Regions from separate parts of the Sus scrofa genome. Here region 1 is linked to region 2. A link is a contact called in public HiChIP or PLAC-seq data. All regions are on one chromosome and are shown on one strand. The core of a region is the stretch at or near the end of the contact, and the rest is flanking DNA. Distances in the headings are between cores, read along the strand shown.

Region 1 (3,536 bases), core at 632-3,131, 110 kb before region 2:
ACCTATACCACAGCTCAAGGCAACGCTGGATCTTTAACCCACTGAATGAGGCCAGGGATTGAACCTGCAACCTCATGGTTCCTAGTCGGATTCATTAGCCACTGAGCCACTACGGGAACTCCCATGAGAGATTTTTTAAAATGTTAAAAATGAAAACTTAGCAATTAGAATTGTACTTAAAATATTTTTTCCAAGATATTCAAAACTTCCAGGAAAAATCTTGATGCTGTCTGTGGCACTTCCCCAGTTGGCATTATTTCTTACTCCTGCTGTTTAGCTTGTCTTCTTGTGCCCACTGTGGCCTCTGTTGCTTCTGATGGTGCTGCCAGGCTTCCCTTTCTTTCTTCTAACTGGACTGCTTTGCAAGGAGATGAACAACCAGATGAATGGATGTATGTCCTTTGAGTGACCCAGGCAAAGCTGGAGGCTACTTCTCATCTTTGTTGTTGAGGATGACTCTACTGTGGGATTTTACTACAAACAGGGTGGGGCTTGGGGTGAGGGTGAGGGAGTGGGGATTAGGGGTGGTATTACCAGGCAGAACCTTACAGCTGTCCTTCAGACTACCCTGGCAATTGTCTTTTCACTGTGTCTGAAGAAAGCTAGAACCTGGGAAGCAAAACTTGCCTCTGCAGGCCTGAGGTTGTGGGCTGGGCTTGAGCACTCAATTTTTGCACCTTTTTTTTTTGGTCTTTTTAGGGCCGCACCTGTGACATACAGAAGTTCCCAGGTTAGGGGTCGAATCTGAGCTATAGCTGCTGGCCTACACTACAGCCATAGCAATGCCAGATCCCAGTAGTGTCTGTGACCTACTCCACAGCTCTTGACAACTCTAGATCCTTAACCCGCTGAGCAAGATCAGGGATGGAACCCATGTCCTCATGGTTACTAGTTGGGTTCATTACTACTGAGCAACAGCAGGGACTCCTTGGCATTCTTGACTTTCATCCTTCTCTCCTTAAGTGGATCTGTCCCAGGAGTGACCTCTTTGGCTCCTGTCCTGTTTAGAAGGGCAGAGCTGTTCATCTTTTAAATATGCTGTGATCTTGGGCAAGGCAATCAGCCTTTTTGTGCCTCAGTTTTGAATCAGAAAGTATAGCACAGAGCCATACTTGTCCCAGAGTGCCATATTACTACAATGCAGGGATGACTTGCCTTGGATTATGTTTATGAGGGTGTTTATGAGGCAGCGTGGAGGAAGAGGAAAGTTCGGGCTCTTACTGTTGGAGTGGGATTGGTGGAGAATAGTCTTAGGTCTGGATCCTGAGAATGGGGAAAGATCGGGAAGGAGCTGAGTTCCCAGACACCTTGTAAGGATCTCACTGAGGGACCTGGAGTCAAGGGGAAACGGTATCAATGACTTTTCCATGTCTTTTAGACTAAAATGTGCCCAGGGGCTTATCTGTGGCCCCTCAGGGATCCTGCACTTAACTTGCTGAAGCGTGCGTGCACACTTGACGCGGCCGCTGGCATTGTCAGGGCTCAAGCTTCACAGATCCGACGTGGGGACCCCGAGATCACCTGTGATCCGGAAGGGACTCCTTCAACCACCACGCTGAGCCTGGGTTTCTCCGCGAGGAGCTGGGTCGAGGGAAAAGGGGGCTGTGGGCAGGAATGGGGCCTAATTCGGGGAGGCGACAGGACCGATCCTCAAAGGCCTCGCGAAGGAGAGGGATGTAGGACTAACTAACTGATGCCTGACTGCGGAGCTCCAATCTGCGGGCCGCGACTCCATTCCGCTCCGCGCAGCGCTGGGTGCGGGGCGCTGGGTGCGGGGCGCTGGGTGCGGGGCGCTGGGTGCGGGGCGCTGGGTGCGGGGCGCTGGGTGCGGGGCGCTGGGTGCGGGGCGCTGGGTGCGGGGCGGGGCAAGCGGCGGCGGGGGCGTGGCCTAGATCCCTGGTCTGGCAGCGGCGTCCACTGCCTGTGACAGTCCGGTCCCCGCGCGCCTGCTCCGGCTGTACTTGCCCTGCTCCCCGCGCGCCGGCCATGACGGGCTCACTGTTCAAGGGGAATTTTTGGGTAAGTCCGCGGGGCCGGTGGTCCAACGTCGGGCTCGGGAGCCAGGACTCTGAGGGGAACCTTGGCCCCCTGTCAGGTGCTCGCGGGCAGAACCTGAGCGGACGCGCCTCTGCGTCCCCTTTGCCCTGTCCCCAGCCCCTGCACGCCCGCGGGTCCCCAGGCTCCTCTTTGGGCCGCCCGCGCTCCTGGACACGCTGGCTGGGTGTAGCCGAAGCCACCTTAGAGTCGGGACATTCCTCCCGCATATCACTCTTGGGGAAACCGAGACCCAAAAGGAGAAGCCACCCTCCAGGGGAGAGTCGCTGGTGGCCCCCGAGGCTGCGCCGTGAGCGGATTGGGGGCACGTGGGGTGGAGAACCTGGGGTGGGCTTCGCGGGTCTGGTCGACTTTTCCAGGTCCACAGCCTGTCCGGGCCTCGGTAGCGCCTGACTTCCCCCTGCAGACCATAGAGAGATTCTCTAGCAGAAGCTTTGCCGGGTCCTGAAGCCGGGTTTCCTGAGCGCCTCCCGGCCTTTGCCCCCGCGGGTGCGTGTGTGAAACCCTGCGAGCTGGTCAGGGTATCCGAGCCGGAGGATGGAGCCCAGCCAGGAGGCAGCAGGTCCGCCTGCCCTCTCCCTCTGTCCAGCCTCTTCCCTCCTGTCTTCTCACTCCCGAAAGAGTTGGTAACCCCTCATTCGGAGAAACCACCCTCATCCCTTTAAGGCAGAAGCAGGATGTCTCAAGATTGACTTACTGCTGCCACAGGGCCCCATCTCTTTCTTGGGACGCTGCTCGCCCCCTTTTAGCTTCATAGCTGTCCAGCAGGTCTCTGCCCTCTATGGGTGGAGAAACCTGGCCCTGTAGCCTCCAGGACACAGTTTAGACCTTGCCTTATGAGGCCCCTTTTTCTGGAGTTTTTGAGATTCTTCTGGGGCACTGGCCACCTGTAGGGTACAGAGCGGTGGAAGCTTCACAAAGATGATAAACATGGAGTTCCCGTCGTGGTGCAGTGGAAGTGAATCCTAAACCATGAGGTTGCGGGTTTAATCCCTGGCCTGGATCAGTGGGTTCAGAATCCAGCGTTGCCATGAGCCGTGGTGTAGGTCACATGCACGGCTCGGATCTGTTGTTGCTGTGGCTGTGGTGTAGGCTGGCAGCTGTAGCTCCAATTAGACCCCTAGCCTTGAAACCTCCATATGCCCTGGGTGCGGCCGTAAAAGGACAAAAGACAAAAGACAAACAAAACAAAACAAAACAAAAAAAACCCAAAACAACAAACACCCCAAAAACCAACCAACCAAACAAAAATGGTAAACAGCCTGGCAGCTGGCCCCTCCAGAAGGCTTGGGAGTTATTTGTGTAGAATATAGGACTTTGGGGTCCCCTGACTAGGTAACAGGGTGGTGGTGGTGGTGGGGGGGGAAGCAGGGCAGAAAGACCTACCTTTTTCACCTCAAAATGTGACACACAGTTTTCAGGCCTCTGCCTTCTTTAGAGAAGCCTTTCGTGATGGTGCCCCCATAAGCACATGTTCTGTT
Region 2 (3,791 bases), core at 916-3,415:
AGCAGTGTTTCTCCGAATAGCAGAATAGGGGAAATTTTAAGCTAAGGGTACATGCATATTCATGAAGGAGCTTGAGGAGGGGAGAATTCAGCATAGAATTGGGGCAAAAGTCCAGAGTCCAAGCTTTAGGTGATTGAAGTCACAAAGGTCAGAAAAGGTCAGCATCATCATTCCTTAAGGAATGATCCCAGGTGATCTGGTAGTCAAGCATTGGTGGTGGTGATAGGAAGGTGCTAAATTCTGTGAAACAGCTGAAGCCAGTGTTTCAGGCTGATCTTTACCATTGAAATAGAACTGGGGGTCTTGGTGTTCCCTGATGGCCTAGTGGTTAAGGATCTGGTGTTGTCACTGTGGCTCAGTTTGATCCCTGGCTGGGGAAATTCTGCATGCTGCATATGTGACTGATCCCAAAGAACTGGGAATCTTTATAACTGATTTGTCATATTTGCTATCATTACTTTTCTTGCCTGATAGCAGTCATTTGTTCTTTCCTTCCCTTGACATCATTATTACTGAGACCAGTTCAAGGTTAAGCATTATGGCTAGATGTATATTACAAAATGGCTTAAGCCTAAAATGGCTTCACTTATGTCAAGTAATTCACACCTGATTCTCCTTCTCCTGCGACCCCTTACCCTATCTGTTTACAACTATATTTTATATGTTCAGTTAGCTCATAATCAAGATACTGTGAAGACTGCTTCTCTGAAGTCATTTTCATTCTTCATGCCATATTCTTAGATTTTTTTCTTCTAGTATTTTACTGGTGGGTGGATATTCTCTTCCCACCCCTTACACTCCATCTCAACCATCTTATCCTGCCACCAGAAAAAACAACTCATATTCATTATCAGATGTTGATTGCTTGCTTGATTGGTTTATTTTTATGCTGCACCCATGGCATATGGAAGTTCCTAGGCTAGGGGCTGAATTGGAGCTGCAGCTGCTGGCCTACGCCATAGCCACAACAATGCCAGTTCTAAGCCTTATCTTTGACCTATGCTGCAGTTGTCACAATGTTGTTTGCTTAACACACTGAGTGAGGTCAGGGATTGAACCTGCATCCTCATGGGATTCCTAACCCACTGAGCCCCAACAGGAACTCCCTTTCATCAGATATTTATTGAGCCTACGAAGCCTGGTGTTCTAGAAGCCCCTGGGATTCTTCAGGGAGCAAAACAAAGACCTCTACTCTTAAAGATCTTACATTCTAGCCAGGTTGACAGATAAAACATAAAAGCAAATGATAATAAGATTTTAAGAGGTACTAGGTGCTTTGGAAAGAAAGAAATTGTAGTAAAAGGAGATGGGACCAAGTTTTCACATCTATCATTTTTAAATGAAGGTGTGTGAAATCTATGTTAAGAATACTTTTATGGGTCTTGTCTTACTGCCCCTCTTTGAAAGGGCAGATGTCTCTTTCCAGGGAATTTGGATAGTAATGACAATAACTACTGTTTACAGATATGCCTGCGGTTACCAGGCACCTTTGACGATGGTTCCACTTAATCTTCATTATGCTAGAAAATGCAAGTATCATCTTTCCCCTTTACACAAGGGTACATATGGATTGGCATCAAGGTTCTTGGGCACAAAGCAGAGCTTTAGGCTGTTTTTTTTTTTCTGGTCTTTTGTCTACTTAGGGCCGCACCCAAGCATATGGAGGTTCCCAGATCAGGGGATGAATCAGCTATAGCTGCTGGCCACAGCCACGGCAACTGGGGATCCAAACTGCATCTGCAGCCTACACCAATGCTCAGGAAATGCCAAATCCTTAACCCACTGAGCATGGCCAGGGATCAAACCCACGTCCTCATGGATACTAGTCCCATTCGTTAACCGCTGAGCCAAGACGGGAATTCCCTAACTGACTAGTTCTGGTTACCTAAAGGTCAAAACAAAAATAACAAGCACCCTCCTCGGACTCATTAGGCCAACGTGAGTGAGGTGTGCCAGCGTGCCCTGGATCCGAACCCAATGAGGATCAGCGGAGCCTGCGAGAAGGACGTGACCTATCACAGACTCAAAGAATCGGCGTGAGGGGCGGGGCCTAGGCGGAGGGGGCGGGCCCACTACTTTTAGCGAAAACGTCTCGCGGAGTAGTTTGTCCTATGTTGTGGCCCGTAGAGGCTCCAAGTTGCCGCCCCCACTCCGGGAGTGGTAGAGATTAGGTCATGTGACAGTCCGGTAGCCGGAAGTGAGCAGGTGTGGAAGGCGCAGGGTTTCGACAAAAACAAGCGGCGACAGTCCCACCGCAGGGTCTATGGCAGAGGCGGTGAGGCCCCCGCGCCGGGCGAAGGCCAAGGCCAGCCGGACTAAAACCAAGGTAAGGATAACCTCCAACCCCATTCCCCCCGCCCGAGGCCCTGGCAGGTACTGTCTGCTTTTTCTTGTCTTCCGCCTCTCCAGCCAACCCTTTTCCTCCCCTGAGCCCCTGTCATCCTCTGCCTCCACCTCCCCAAATTTGATCCCCCCACACATTGACACCACTCCTGTTCTTCTATTCCTCTTTCACGTCCCCGTGCGAGACTTTGTCAGGAGCCCCTTTTTTCTTTTTCCTCTTCTGAACTATCGAGGCTCTTCCTTTTCTGCTCCTTTCTTGACTTTTCTCATCCGAGTCTGGGTTCCTGTCCTGAAGCAGCTTTTCTCTTCCTGCCTCATCTTTGACTCTTTCTCCCTTTTAACCTGTGCACATTTTCTGTCCCTCTAGCGCATAAAGAGGAGAGAGACCTTCCCTCCACGCAGAGACTGGTTCCTTTGGCAGAGCTTTATAGCTAGGGACAGAAAGTCGACTGTAGTGATTGTGCCTTTTTAATTTAAAAATTCAAGGTGGTAGTGGTGCTGCTGCTGTTTATGTCTCATTTATTCTAGAAACGATGGGACACGAATGACCAAAAATCAGACAGGTCAGTACTAACGCAGCAGATTTGAATTTTCTAGGTTTCCTGGATTAGAACATTAGACTGCTGGTTTGGCTTAAAGTTGATTTATTTTGTTTTTAGGTGCATTTTGGGTTTTCTCTTTGTTCCCATATGTTTTTTTGAAATGACACTTATTTTATAGTGAACAGATTAAATGCTTCCCCTGATAAATGGACATATATAATTTTGGCTTATCTGATACTGAATTTATGGTAAAGAAATAATGAGTATAGTATTGAAAGTACATGAAATTTCCTTTCCTACAAGTGGAGGATGTTCCAGAGCAGGTGGAACTTAAAAATGATACAAAAAGTTGGGTTTTCTCATGGAAACAAGATTTTAACAGGAATCTGGTGTTCAAAGGTCCCTGTTTAATAAGCTGTAAATTACTCATGTGGATCCCTTTCATTATGATGCCTTTTAAAAAGCTGTAGTGGAGTTATGTGCATCAGTGTTCCCAGGTCTTTGAGGAGTTACTCTTTGGGGAGAAAGCTATTTTGCTACCTAACTTCAGAAACATTTTTAAGAGAAATAATTTTGCATTGTATTAGACTGGTAAGGAACTATCTAGATAGAAGAGGTCCCTGAATAACCCAGAATATAGGAGTGTAAAACATATAAACATAAATCTATAAAGAGCAGAGTCTTAATTCTTAGTCTCTCATTTTTTTTCAAATGAATGATGAGACTAAAGCCTAGAGAAATTAAATGATAAGCCAAAAGTCATGGAGTTAGTAAGAAAATTCAAGTTAAAGCCAAAAAATCTTAATTCTCAATCTGGTAGCTTAATAATTGTTCTACATATGTATATGTGGCTATTGAGAGAATGTTGTAAATACTTAAAAATAGTTAAGAGGATTCTGTCGAGTT

What was found. HiChIP or PLAC-seq counts read pairs in DNA pulled down with a chosen protein or histone mark.
Region 1: an H3K27ac HiChIP or PLAC-seq map of skeletal muscle shows a contact between it and region 2. The contact joins the promoter of PSTPIP2 here to the promoter of EPG5 in region 2. A contact is called at or near these places in 3 of 5 promoter capture datasets (fetal liver, fetal skeletal muscle and liver), 5 of 47 Hi-C or Micro-C datasets (embryonic fibroblasts, fetal skeletal muscle, liver and 1 more) and 2 of 2 datasets of contacts at active chromatin or transcription factors (alveolar macrophages and skeletal muscle).

What each region holds. Positions count from the first base shown.
Region 1 is chr1:95,726,172-95,729,707 of Sscrofa11.1, reverse strand. It overlaps PSTPIP2 (proline-serine-threonine phosphatase-interacting protein 2), which reads left to right and starts at 1,881. Exons shown (of 14, transcript XM_021092533.1): 1 at 1,881-2,019. The coding sequence starts at 1,987.
Region 2 is chr1:95,615,168-95,618,958 of Sscrofa11.1, reverse strand. EPG5 (ectopic P granules protein 5 homolog) reads left to right here and starts at 2,165. Exons shown (of 44, transcript XM_021092525.1): 1 at 2,165-2,326. The coding sequence starts at 2,264.